Linked DNA regions of Cricetulus griseus: region 2 is linked to region 1. A link is a contact called in public Hi-C data. All regions are on one chromosome and are shown on one strand. Each heading gives the region's core, a stretch centred on a gene start, on an enhancer-like site or on the middle of the called end of the contact. The rest is flanking DNA. Distances are from core to core; before and after follow the strand shown. Region 1 holds the start of Pcsk7 (proprotein convertase subtilisin/kexin type 7). Region 2 overlaps Sidt2 (SID1 transmembrane family member 2).

Region 1 (7,003 bases), core at 2,140-4,639:
AGGGCATCTGCCTGTTGCATCAGACTCTCTTCCTTCCTCTCTCCTTCTAGGCTGTCCAGATGTACGGCCCAGCTTAGCCCCCCTGCACCCAAGCTGTCAAGCCCACTTGCCTCTGACAGACCCATGACCCAGGGAACCATAAAGAGGAGCCCAGCTAATTCCAGCCAGAGGCAGATGGGCAGGCCCAGGGGGGCATCCAAGTGTGGGACTTTCTGCCTCCCTTTCGGCATCAGAACAGCAGGCTGCAGACAAAAGGAAAGGACATCAGCAGAGAAGAGCCAGCAACAGCAGGAATCTCAGAGAGTGACTATGGTCTGTCAGTGTGTTCCCCTTGGAAAACACAACCCACTTATTTCAAGGGATTAGTCATTTGATATTCATATTCTCTCTCCATCCCCCTACCAATTACATTTACCTCTAATCAAAATGTTAACCCCAAGCTGGAGTATGAGCCAGGTCTAACCCCAGCGGATAATCTCCCATGGAACAATGGACCATCTCTGCTGCCCCAATAGCCTGGCATTACCCAGGTGCTCATGGGTTTCAGGCTGCTCACTCAGTATTCAAAGTACACATCATTCCCATAACTGACAGTATCAGGACCCCCCCTCCCTCTTTTTTGACAGGATCTCATCATATAGCTCTGGCTGTCCTGGAACTCAGTATGTAGACCAGGCTGGCCTCAAACTCATAGAGATCCACCTGCCTCTGCCTGGGATTACAGGTGTGTGCCAGCACACCCAGCTCTACCTCTCTCTTATTTAGAGACGACATAAATCTTCCCCAACTGACTTCTGACTCCTACAACGGGGCCCATTCCTACCTGGGCTCTCTGTGAAGTTTAGGTCCTGGTCTGGGTAACCACGTCACATTCATTTTGTGAAACTGGAGGAAAGGTGTCACCTTCACAGTGAGGACTGCTGACTGGGAAGACAAGCTGCAGACCTATGTGTCCCAAGAACCAGGGGGTGAAAAAAGTATCCCATCAAAGCCAGCAAAACAGGAGTGATAGTGAAGGCTAGGACTGACCAGTGACCAATGTTAAGTATCATCTCCAAGGACCTAAAGTGAGCCATAGCCTGGAAGAGATCCGTCACAACAAGGTCACACAACAAACCCAGATACCCCACTTCTTGACCTAGCATGTCATTCTTTTATCATTTGCTTTTCTGAAATCTTAGCAGGACTTTAAATGCTAGCATCTCCTGTTACCAGGAAACTGGCAATCCAGCCCCCAGGTGGGGAAATCAGGTAAAAAGCTGACAATAAAACTTATTGGGTGGTCCCCGAAGAAGGGGAGGGGGATAAGAACCCCTGAGCAAATCGGGAGGGGGGGAGGTGGAAAAGGAGAGGGGAAGAAGAGGAAGGGGGAGGAGAACAGAAGAGAACAGGAGGACTGAGACAGGGGAGGAATAACAGAGGGCAAGAAAGGAGATGCCTTGATAGAGGGAGCCAGTATAAGGTTTGGAGAGAGGTCTGGCACAGGGGAAAAGTTAGAGGATCCACAGGGATGACCCCAACTAAGATTGCCCTTCCCCTATAATGAGACTGGTTGCCATTACTAGAGCTTTATTCCAGTAGCTGATCGAAGCAGGAACAGGCACCCACAGCTAAACACTAAGCCATACTCCTGGAATCCAGTTCTGGAAAGGGAGGATGGATGAGCAAAGGAGCCAAGACTGTGCTGGAGAAACCTGCAGAAACAGTTGACCTGACCTAGTGAGAGCATGGAGACCCTAGTCGTAAAGCTGGGGAACCAGCATTGGACCTAACCAAGCCCTGTGAATGTGGGTGCCAGTTAGGAGGCCAGGGCAGTCTATGGGACCTCTAACAGTGGAGCCAGTCTTTATCCCTAGGCACAAATGGACTTTGGGAGCCCATTCCCTATGGAGGGATACTATTGCAGCCCAGATACAAGAAAGAGGACCTAGGCCATCCCCCAAATGATATGACAGACTTTGATGATCCCCCGTGGAGGGCCTCACTATCCTTGGGGAGTGGGTTGGGGGGAACCGGTGGGGAGCATGGGAGGATGGGAGGGTGAGGGAAAGGGGGATTGATAGGTAAATAAGAGTGTTTCTAAAATAAAAAATTAAAATTAAAAAATTATATCAAATAACAATCAGTAAACCTTAAAAAAAACTTATTGGGCATAAATGCATGTGGGTAACTGGGAGAATGGAAATGACTAGCAAGAAGGACTAAAGATCTGTCCCTGTCTCACCAAGTTGACTTCTCAGTGAGGGCACGCACTCTGCCCTGACTTTAATCACTCAAAGGACAACTGCCAAATTAAAATTAGTGAGCAACTGTGGGGGACAGGGACAAGGCACATGTGGGCTCCTGAGCTTCTTTAAAAGCCACTAAGTCTACTAAGCCCTACCTAGAGCAGTCCTAGTACCCAGACACACACTCAGATGGGGCCAAACTCAAAACAGTCTAGAAAAGGTATTCTGTCTTATGAAAGATTCCTTGGAAAGGTAGAGAAGTTATGCCAACAATCACTCCTCTCCCAGATTATTCTATTAGTGTAACTTATCCCTTTTCCTCGATTTTGTTTTTATTTTTTTAACTGGATTTTTTTGTATAAACAGCTGAGGACTCATGATCCTTACATGTGTGGGCCACCATGCCCTCAAGTTCCCGGACATATTCCCTCTTACATGCCTCCCTGACCCTGACTTGCTTCGATTGTCCCAGGATACCTAGTCTGCATAGAAGTACACTCAGAATCCAGTTAGAAAGCAGTCATTCACCCAGGCAGGCTCTTAGAGTCGCTGTAGGTTTCACATTTCTGGAAGAGAACCGAGCTTTACCTGTCGCCCAGGGCATAGCCACACTTATTCTCAAGCTTCCGGGCAAGAACTCATAAGCACCTTCCGATAGCAGACCCCATCTCCCTCAACTGCGAGGCCTATCAAAATAGCATTTAGTTATCAAGGGAGAAGAAGGGCATCTCTCCTGTTCAGGATTCTCCTCTCTAGCCACTGTCCTTCACGTTCCTTCACCCTGCTCAAAGCAACCATGTCAAGCACAGAATATTAGTTTCACGGGTGGTCCTTCCCAGCGTCCTCGGTTGCTCTGTGCAACACGCCCCTCTCTCATTAGGACCTATGCTATCCGGAACCTAAGAGCCGGAGGCCCCCGTCCCGCTCGGGTCGCCCACGCCAGGTCCCAAGGTGCCCTCAGCGCAGCTCCTCCTCCGCTTGTGCCGATCGCGCCAGTCCAGGGCCACCCGGATTTCCGAGGTCCAGCCCGCTACCCACTACTCCCCAACTCACCCGCAGCAGCCTCCTCCTCCTCCTCCACCTCCTCCTCCTCCTCCTCCTCAGCCTCCGCCGCTGCCTCCCTGCGGAAACTCGCGGCTTCCCGGGAGCCGGAGGAGCCACTGACAGCAACATCACTTCCGCCTGGCGCCGCAGCCAATCAGCGGCTGGGCCTTCGACCTCTCGACCCGCCGCGGGCCGAGCACAGGGCGCTCGGCCAACGCCTGCCGCCGGCTTCCGCCACAGGCCCATGCGGGCTGTGCGGGCTTCGGCGCCCCGCGTCCTCCAGTCCTCCGCCACAGGAGCCCTCCGCAAGAGGGCCCTCGTACTTCATGGCGTCCCCTGAAAGGACCATCTCGGTCCCGACCTCTAAACACCCCTCGTGGCTCTTCTCCCTCGGACTGCCATGGCCCTGACGCTCCCCCGTAACCTCCTCAGAGCGGCTTCCGCCTCCACTGGGTGGATCGCAGTGTCTCTGGCCCTCGTTCCCCCAGGCTCGGCTGTGTCTCAGGATTCTCCCGCGGTGGGTGGCCCTGTTGCCCGGGCGCTGCCCGTGTCTGCCGCCAGAGGGCGCAGTCGGTGGCGGCGCGCACTCCGCGGGGCCGCTCCTCTCGCCGCCCCGGCCTCGCCCCCTGCGCTCGCGCCGCCGGAAGTGGGAGGTGCCGCGCGCGGGCCGGCGCTCGACCCTCCCCCAGGCTCGGCCGCCCCTCCCCCTCTCCGCCCGCTCAGGTGCGTCCCTTCCCTCCCCCTCCCCGCCTTTGCTCCCCGGGGGCGCGGCGCGGGAGGTGTGTGCGGGGCGGCGCGGGCGCGGGGCGGCGGGACTAGGGGGCGCGGCGGGGGCGGGGAGGGGGCGACGGGGACGGGGCTGGAGCCCGGCCTGGGTGTGGGACGGGGGCTGGCGGCCGGTGAGGACCGAGGGGCAGGGGTGGAGGTGTCGCTGCCCCGTGCTAGCGGGCGGCCTAGCGGCCGTCTGCTGCAAAGAGTGGCGGCGACCACCCGGCGCCGCTTCCCCCCATTGTCCCCTTCTGCGTCGCCTCCTGGCTGGCGACCGCCACCGGGTTGCGGGATTCCCTCGGGCGTAGTGGACTCTCCAGGCAGATGTGCGACCCCCGCTCCTCTCGCTTTGGGCTCTAGCCGCGGAGTTTCACGTATGACCCTTGCCTTAAGGTTTTCCTTTACCGGGAACCGGTGACCCAGACCTTGCTCCCTGTTGGAGGCAATGATCTCGACCCTTTTGGAGGCAGAATGTTTGCATCCGAGACAGCAATGGCGTTTCAGGGCCCATTTTCACCCAGGAGCTTTTTTTATTATGAGAGGAAACTGAGGCACTGGGCTGTGACTGTTGTTTGAGCCTGGCTCGGTATCTGCTCTTATGGCCTCTTCTCTGTTCAGAGGTATTCCTGTGATACTGTCAAAATAAAAACAGGAATGTGAACTAATCCTCCCTTCGTCACCTAGTTTTTTTTTTTTTTCTCACCCTTCTGCAGCAAAAAGGACGCTCTTAAAAATAAAAATGAAAAAGCGTCTTCTCGGGTTCTCTACTTGAGTTACCATGTTTTTCAGCATCTCCTTTTCTTCCTGGAGTAACCAAGTAGCAACCTGTTTTGCCACAATGGTAACTCGCTAGTCTGCCCTTGGCAGATACCAGACTATTTGCATCCACAGGGAAGGAATACTGACAGGGTCAAAAAGGCACCCAGGGAAGATGGTCCAGTATGGGTATGACTTGTTCTTGGAAACACCTCCCCCAAAAACCCACACTTAAATTAATAGAGAATGTTTGGCTGGAACAGCCAAAAAGTGATTTTTAAACATTGATTCTGGGCCAAAAAGGTCATCTTTTATAAATGGCAGTAGACAAGGTGGATCATTTGGAAAAATTCATATCATATTGTCATCTATTTTAAATGAACTACTTCTGTCAAGAGAAGGTAAAAGCTTTGCATAGACTCCTAGATATTTATGTACATATGACTGCTCCTGAGGGTTGGTACTGGCTGGTACTTAAGGTGTGAAGTGGCATTTTTTTTTTTATTGCCCTCCTGCAGAATACTCTTTTTTGGGTGTTTATTTTCAGATCCTAAGTTCTTGGTGTTTAGAGGAACAGATACAGTGGGCATTCTGCAGAAGACAGTTTTCAGCTTGTAATTTGTATTGTGTCCTTTGTTTCTGAATGTCCAGAGTGCAGATGGCGGCCTCTGAGGTAGCTGGCGTTGGGGCCAGTGCCCCCAGTCCTTCGGAATCCTCTACTTTATGCGCTTCCAAGACAGATGACGCTCTCCCAGATGGCCTAAGGTAATGTGCAGACTCATGAGGAGAAGGCTTATTGGGATAAGGGGCTTGGAGATGGGCTTCTGACCCACTAGCTATAGCCTTTCCCCCTCAGCACTCTAATGACACTCCTGCAGATAAGTTTTCTTTCCCTCCCCCAGATTAATTTTTTTAAAAGTGGGGACTTCTTAGTCTTTGTATGGTATAGCAACTGGCACTTGGGCAGGCATGCTGGGTTAGAACATGTATCCACACATCATAAATGCATATATTTCTTTGACATGTCCTATACCGCCTAAATGTTCATTTAGCATCCTTGTGTATCTTGCTTCTTTCTTTCTTTCTTTTTTTAGACAAGGTCTCACTTTGCAGCCCTGGCTGGCCTGGAATTCACTATGTAGACCAGGTTCACCTCAAACTCAGCAATTCACCTGCCTCTGCTTCCTTAGTACTGGGATTAAAGGGATGTACCACTATGTGTGGCCATATTCATGTTTTTTAAAATGATTATTTATTGTGTGTTATGCATGCTGGGGATGGGGGAGGTGTGTGTACATTGGGAGACCAAAGGACAGCTTTGTGGAATGGGTTCTTATTATTATTATTATATGGGTTCCAGGGATTAAACTCAGGTTACCAGACTTTTGTGGAAAGCACCTTTACCTGCTGAGCCATTTTGTCAGCCCCCATACTCATTTATAAGTTACTTGGTTATATAGAAGATATGTATGTACAAAATTTAAACAGAAACACAGATTATATGTGTATCTATCCATCTTGATATCTTTGTTAATGTATCTTACTGCTTAATGCATGTATTATGCCTCTTTTTTTTTTTCTAAAGATTTTATTTTTTATTATGTATGCAACGTTCTGCCTCCATGTATGCCTGCACGCCAGAAGAGGGCACCAGATCTCATTATGGATGGTTGTGAACCACCATATGGTTGCTGGAAATTGAACTCAGGACCTCTGGAAGAGCAGTCAGTGCTCTTAACCTCTGAGCCATGTCTCCAGCCTGTATTATGCCTCTTAATAAATTTTAGTGTTCTTTTTTTCTCCCATCCCAATTTGTTTTTTTAAATTTTTTTTCTTTTTGAGATAGGGTCTCACTATGTAACTCTGGCTGACCTGGAGCTGGCTGAACTCAGAGTTCATCTGATTCTGCCTCCAAAGTGTTTAAATGTAGTGTTTATGTGTAACATAGGTAGATACCATGATTTTCATGTGAAAATCAGGGGAATCTGCCAGAATCGGTGCTCTTCTTTCACCGTGTGGGTTCAGGGGAATCCAGCTCAGGTCAGACTTGGTAGGATGGTGCCTTCACACACTGAGCCATCTCACTGGTTCTTATATTTTGAGGCAGGGTCTTCTGTAGCTTAGTCTGACCTCAAACTCACTGTGTAGCCAAGTCTAATCTGTCTCTACCTCCCAATTGTGTGGGCCACCACACTCAGCTCTCTCCT
Region 2 (6,842 bases), core at 1,382-3,881, 39 kb before region 1:
CATGGGAAGGGCTGCTGTGTTGTCACTGTACTCGCCTTCCTCTTTCCCTCTCCACAGCTGAGGCCTACGTTGGTGGGATGCTCTTTTGCCTGGGCATATTTCTCTCCTTCTACCTGCTGACTGTGCTCCTGGCCTGTTGGGAGAACTGGAGGTGAGGTGGGACTGCTGGGCTGTCCCTGCTCTAAAGTGGTTGTTGGACGGGGGCACGGGAGAGAGAATGGGATGGTCCCACTGGCCCTTCAGGGGTGGGCCAGACAAGCACTCATTGGGACCTGTGGTCCATGGACTATTTCTTTGTAAACAGGCTCATCCCATCATTCCTTCCCAAGCTGGGGACACCCTTTTATTCGCTGGTGTGTGAGAAGCCAAGGATTCAGGGGTTATATGCAAAGAGAGGATAGAAGGAAAGTTAGGCTAGCCTAAGACAGGTCCTCACCCTGCCTCTGTTGTCCTCTGAATTCCTGCAGGCAAAGGAAGAAGACTCTGCTGGTGGCCATAGACCGAGCCTGCCCAGAAAGTGGTATCTCCAGGGAACAGGGGTTGGGTGGATCTGTTGTGGGGAGACGGGGAGCAGGGCTGGGGAAGGGAAGGGTCAGAGAAGGGCAGGTTGGTGGCTTCTTCATGTTCAGCCTGGAAGTAACATTTCACAAGTGGAAACAGGTTGGGGGCTTGGCTCGCCCCTTCATAGACACTCTGGAAACTATCCTCTGGTTTGTACTGGTGGCTTGCTGTACTGCCAGCCTGCCTCAGGCTGTGCACCTCAGTCTCAAGTGGTTAACTTTCCATTCTCTCTCTTTCCTTCATCACTTCTCTCTGTGCCTTCCCTCCTGCTTGGACCTCTCTCTCAGCTTCTCTCCTTGGTAAGCTCCGGGTGCTGTGGGCAGAGGAGCTGCTGTCCAGGGGGAGGAAGGTGAAGCATAAGGGCTACCTAGGGAGGGCTTTAGGCACTAGATGTCATGTTCCTTGGTGGCTTAGATAGGTTGTTTCCTTGATCAACCTCTCTCAAGTTTTCTTTTCCTTTTTAATTAAAAATTCTTTTAAGCTGGGCGTTGGTGGCGCACGCCTTTAATCCCAGCACTTGGGAGGCAGAGGCAGGCGGATCTCTGTAAGTTCGAGGCCAGCCTGGTCTCCAGAGCCAGTGCCAGGATAGACTCCAAAGCTACACAGAGAAACCCTGTTTTGTTTCTCAGAAAAACAAAAACAAATTCTTTTTAGACAAGATCTCATTCATAGCTCAGGATAGCCTGAAACTGATTATGTAGTGCAGGCTAGCCTCAAGTATGTAGCACTGGTCTTGTCTTAGCTAGGCAAGTGCTAGGATTAAAGGCATGGCCTACCATGCCCAGCTTGTTCCCACTTTTAGAACACAGGGTGGCTTGTCTGCTTGAAGTGATATGTTGTGGGGTGAGGTGGGTGTTGGGATCTGTGGTCTTTCTTACTGCTGGCATGGCTCCTCTGTGGCTTTCCCAGGTTCTCCCTTCTCTCCCCCCACCCCTTCCCTTTGCTCACAGGTCTAAGTGGACCTTGACTTCTCATTGCAGGTCATCGGGTCTTGGCCGATTCCTTTCCTGGCAATGCCCCTTATGAGGGTTACAACTATGGCTCCTTTGGTACGTGTCAAAGTCAGGACTGCATTTGCCCATGCCCAGCCACAGCTTCTGCTGCCGCCTCCTGTTGGCCATGCCCTTGCAGCTACTCAGGGCTCTCTAGGAAAAGTTCTGGAGTCTCATTCTGAGGTCACTCCCACCTGCCTCACCACTTATTCCCGCCTGCAGAAAATGCTTCCGGATCCACTGATGGGCTGGCTGAAAGCACGGGTTCAGGGGACATCTCTTACGGTTACCAGGGTGAGTGAGCCATGGAGTGGGGTGTGTGCTGCAGGGCTGCTGTTGACTAGCTGAAACTTCCTGGTGGGCGGTTGCCTCTGTGCCAGATGCTGGAACCAGGGAAGGGCTGCTCTTCTGCCCCCTTCTTCCTCTCTTTCCTACTTGGCCTCAGTTCCCCTGTAACTTTCCCTTTCCTTTGAAGGGCACGACCAGTTCAAGCGGCGCCTTCCCTCTGGCCAGATGCGGCAGCTGTGCATTGCCATGGGTAGATGTGGGGAGGGGGTAGGGCTGCCCTGCCAATCAATTCCTGCCAGGATGGTCGGTCAGTGGAGCTGGCCATCCCTGGGGCCAGAAAGATGTTTAGTGCATGGCTTCCCTATCAAGGTCCACCAGTGCCAGCCCGTGTGTCTTCTGAGATAGACAGGCACTGGCCGCCAGTAAGATGTCCTAGTTCACTGTCTTCTTGCCAGCGTCCTCCTTCCCTGGCTTGCTGGCCAAGGGATCCTGGGTCTGGGTGTCACCTTCTGGCCTTTAGGGGTTTGGGTCGGGTGAGGTAACAGGAGGAGGCTTGTGAAGGCAGGAGATGAAGACAAGGATTGGTGCTTTTTCTCACACCCTTTCCTCTAACTAGGGTTTAACCCAAGGGTGGCCATGGCTTGTCTTCTCAGAACCCCACAGGACTGGGCACCTTTTAATCTGCATGATTGGCTAAGTTCAGTCCTGTACTTGTAACTGGGGTCCACTCAGTGTCCTGGCCTGGAAAGCGCTAGCTCAGGGACCAGAGCCAGGAGTGGAGCAGGCCTGCAGTCATTCTTGTTCAGTGGCCTCTGGCAGAACTCCCACTGGCTCCCACTGAGTTAGGAGTGCATCTCCTCCCAGCATCTGAGCCACCTGCCCTACTGCTCTGAGCCTTGGCCCACAATTCGCCTCTTCCCCATTGTTGGATAATTCTGACATTTGCTTCTGATGGGTGGGGGCAGACCCAGTGTTTGGTCCTGCTGGCCCACACCCTTTTTCTTTGCCATTCCTAGACCGTTCCTTTGACCCAGTGGGTACTCGGCCACGATTGGACTCCATGAGCTCTGTGGAAGAGGATGACTATGACACATTGACTGATATTGATTCAGACAAAAATGTCATTCGCACCAAGGTTTGACATACATGGCCTGACACTGGTCAGGGTTTCTGGAGGAAGGGACTCTGTTGAGGTCACACCCAGCATGTCTCTGTGACTTGTTAGGGATGTGAAGGGGAAGGGCTGATCTGGGACAGGTAGGATGGGTTCTAGGAGAAGTCAGCCTGATTTCTAGTTTCTTCCAGACTAATTGGGCAAGCCCTCTTGACCTAATTAGCCACAGAAGTGGGGAGTTCCAGAACCCTGCCGACTGAATTCTGGGCTTCTCTGAGGGAAGCCCCATGTGCCTGCCCTAACCTGGGTGGCAGGGGTTCCCCCAGGTGCTGGGTAAGTGAGGCTCACTCCTGCTTCTCCTTAGCAATATCTCTGTGTGGCTGATCTGGCACGAAAGGACAAACGTGTTTTGCGGAAAAAGTACCAGATTTACTTCTGGTGAGTGGGCTACACAGACAGGGAGTCCTGTTACTACAGGGCAGCTTCATGGGTCCTGCCCACCTTACCACGGCCCTCCCGCCCCTCAGGAACATAGCAACCATTGCGGTCTTCTACGCCCTTCCTGTGGTGCAGCTGGTCATCACCTATCAGACGGTGAGAGGGCGAGGGTTGGAGCATCTGTCTGTGACTGCCTCACCCTTTAGAACCATTGCAGGCAGAGGCTGCTGTGAACATAGGTCAAGGGACCAGCTTTCAGATCCCAATTCTACTTTTGCTGTGAGACACTGGACTTCTGAGCAGTCTCTTCACCTGCGAATTGGGGGCAAAGTGAAGCTGGGGTTGGGTCTACAAAATAGAGGTCACAGGACTTTGTGAGTGTGACTTCCCTCCCCTTACTGTGAGGCACATATATAAAGAGGACAATGGCAGGCATCTGTGCCACCTAAAGCACACACACACACACACACACACACACACACACACACACACACACATACACACACTCACTCTTAAAAGAGCACCAGCCTGGGTACTGTGTACACACATGTCAGCCAGGCTGGTACTGCTTTTGACTTGCCAGTTGGACCCAGGTGGTGTGGCACGGGCTCCTTGCTGAGTCAGGCATGTTAATACCTTTGCACCCCTGCCCCCACAGGTGGTGAATGTCACAGGGAACCAGGACATCTGCTACTACAACTTCCTCTGTGCCCACCCACTGGGTAACCTCAGGTGGGGATTGTGCTGGCCTAGGGGTGGGTAGGGTAGGCAGCAGTGAGCAGTGCAGGGTAGGGCTTTGTGAATCCTGCTGGCAGAAGAAAGGGAAGGGCCTGAGTGTAAGCTATGTGCGTGTCTTGTGCCCTCTAGCGCCTTCAACAACATCCTCAGCAACCTGGGCTACATCCTGCTGGGGCTGCTCTTCCTGCTCATCATTCTGCAGCGAGAGATCAATCACAACCGGGCCCTGATGCGAAATGACCTCTATGCTCTGGTAAGCCAGCCACTGCCCACCAAGGCTTCCACCTGGCAAGGAGACTTTGTCTAATCCAACTCTACTATCTATCCTGACCCTGCCCTGCCCTCCCCTCCCCTGCCCTGCCCTTCCCTGCCCTGCCCTGCCCTGCCCTGCCCTTCCCTTCCCTTCCCCTCCCCTCCCTTCCCTTCCCTTCCCATTCTTTCTCTTCCCTTTCCTTCTCTTCCCTTCCCTTCCCTTCCCTACCTTGCCTTGCCCTGCCCTGCCCTGCCCAGGTCTGCCCTGCCTTTCTGGGTTCTGCCCTGCCCACATTTCCCCTACTCTTCCTTGCCTTCTCTACCCTACCCACTCTTGCCCTGCTCTGCTTTCCCCTTCCCTGCTCAGCTGTTCTATCCTGCCCTACTCTGTTCTTCCCTGCCTTGTACAACACACCCTACTACCCACTCACTCCATAGCCCAGTCCTTTTCCTCCTCCGTCCCCTTGGGTCTCCTCTCAGGACACTTCTCTTTCCACTTCACTTTTCTTTTCCTTCTCTTTCAATCTGTAGGAGTGTGGGATCCCTAAACACTTCGGTTTATTCTATGCCATGGGCACAGCGCTGATGATGGAGGGACTGCTGAGCGCCTGTTACCACGTCTGCCCCAACTATACTAACTTCCAGTTTGGTGAGTGCTGTCTCCTTGTCTGCTTGAACCTCTACCATCCCACCTGGTAGGAGCCTTGGAGGATGGCCTCTGACTAGAAGATGGCCAGGTAAACTAGGTAGTGGTGGCACACACCTTTAATTCCAGATCTCTGTGTGTTCAAGACCAGCCTGGTCTACAGATTGAGTTCCAGGACAGTCAGGGCTACACATACAGAGAGACCCTGTTTTGAAAACAAACAAACAAACAAACAAACAAAAAAAAACAAAGGAAGGAAGAATATGGCCATCTGTCCTGCCTCCTCTCCAGTCATTCCTACAGAAACTGAAAAGACAAAACCTTCAGGAAATACTCCCTGACTTCAGGGTTTTCATATACCAAGACCCTCAAACTAAGTTGTTCTTAACTTCAGAGAGCAGCAGACTGGCTAAAAAGTTGTGTGATTCAGGGGGCTAAAGCGCTGACCCTCCAACTTGCTCATAGCATTCCAAGGCACTCTTTGCTTGTCCGGGCTGAGAGTTGTGTATGGAGTCCCCATGGGTGTCTCTTTAGCTCACATCCTGTTCCTACCCAGACACCTCATTCATGTACATGATTGCTGGCCTCTGCATGCTGAAGCTCTACCAGAAGCGGCACCCAGATATCAACGCCAGTGCCTACAGTGCATATGCCTGCTTGGCCATCGTCATCTTCTTCTCCGTTCTGGGCGTGGTGAGGGCCTTGTCTACTCTGCACACCCCATGGGAAAGGCACATGCATACACACGTGGGGGTGCACTCATCCTGTCCTCCACTGCTGGAGAGGTTCTGCCTCTTCCCTAAGGGGCCATCCTGGGTCCCTCTATAACTGCAGCCTAACCAAACAGCCTGTCTAGTAAGAATGCAGACAAAGAAGGCAAAGAAGGGCATGGGAACAGCTACCCTCAGCAGCCCCTCACCCCACATTGGGGCTTCTCCACAGGTTTTTGGCAAAGGGAACACGGCCTTCTGGATCGTCTTCTCGGTCATCCATATCATTTCCACCCTGCTCCTCAGCACACAGCTCTACTACATGGGCCGCTGGAAGCTGGGTAAGGTCATGCCCAGGGCAGGGTGTATGAGGGTATGGGGGACCTTGGGTACCTGGACACAGGGACTTTAGATTTCTTGGGCTGGGATGGAGGAGTCACTGGGTAGGAAATTGAGAGTGCTCCTTGACACTACTATGCTGTGAAGTACCTGGCTCCTCTCAACCATGCCATCTCATTGCCACACCCTCTCATTGCAGACTCTGGCATCTTCCGCCGCATCCTCCACGTGCTGTACACAGACTGCATCCGGCAGTGCAGTGGGCCTCTTTATATGGTACCTGCCCAGCTCCCTAACCCCTTCCTCCTCTGACTCCCTCCTCCCTGTGGGATCAAGGTGTGTCAGAGAACACAGGGTAGGGTGGGGACAGGCTGACTTGAGCCTTCTGCCACTTGTCTCCCTGTCTCTCTTCCCTGTCTCAGTCCCTGTGTCTCTGCTTCCCTTCAGGACCGCATGGTACTCCTGGTCATGGGCAACATTATCAACTGGTCTCTGTGAGTGTGGCCGTGGAGTCAGCTGGGACACAGTCAGCCACAGGCTGACTTAGGGGACTAGAGACAGTTTTGAGGTGTTGAACATAAAGGATGGGGGATAAAGAGAGATGTGTTAGCCCCTGGGCTTCTAGACCCTTCTGTAAGCCTGCGAACACAGTCCAATATAATGATGAGGCATGGTGGGGTATGGGCAGACGTGAGGCCCTCCCTCTTACCCCAGACTCACTCCTCCTTTCAGGGCTGCATATGGACTCATCATGCGCCCCAATG

What was found. Hi-C and Micro-C count contacts between places; a contact is called where the count stands out from the background.
Region 2: a Hi-C map of liver shows a contact between it and region 1, with 2.2 times the contacts expected there. The contact joins the enhancer-like site here to the promoter of Pcsk7 in region 1. A contact is called at or near these places in 2 of 8 Hi-C or Micro-C datasets (fibroblasts and liver).

Annotation. Positions count from the first base shown.
Region 1 is chr4:157,626,081-157,633,083 of CriGri-PICRH-1.0, reverse strand. Pcsk7 (proprotein convertase subtilisin/kexin type 7) reads right to left here and starts at 3,389. Exons shown (of 17, transcript XM_027412029.2): 1 at 3,282-3,389; 2 at 824-945; 3 at 1-242. The coding sequence starts at 230. Rnf214 (RING finger protein 214) reads left to right here and starts at 3,521. Exons shown (of 15, transcript XM_027412033.2): 1 at 3,521-3,789; 2 at 5,448-5,561. The coding sequence starts at 5,455.
Region 2 is chr4:157,664,405-157,671,246 of CriGri-PICRH-1.0, reverse strand. It overlaps Sidt2 (SID1 transmembrane family member 2), which reads left to right. Exons shown (of 24, transcript XM_027412045.2): 6 at 58-151; 7 at 468-520; 8 at 1,542-1,610; 9 at 1,776-1,847; 10 at 2,029-2,091; 11 at 2,858-2,976; 12 at 3,320-3,393; 13 at 3,483-3,549; 14 at 4,052-4,125; 15 at 4,261-4,384; 16 at 4,915-5,032; 17 at 5,586-5,722; 18 at 5,972-6,080; 19 at 6,278-6,354; 2 more. Among named protein-coding and RNA genes, the nearest start is that of Tagln, 9.1 kb to the right of the region's middle. Within about 2 kb of position 2,631, at least 1 of the 6 cell types and tissues checked has open chromatin away from gene starts, as enhancers often do.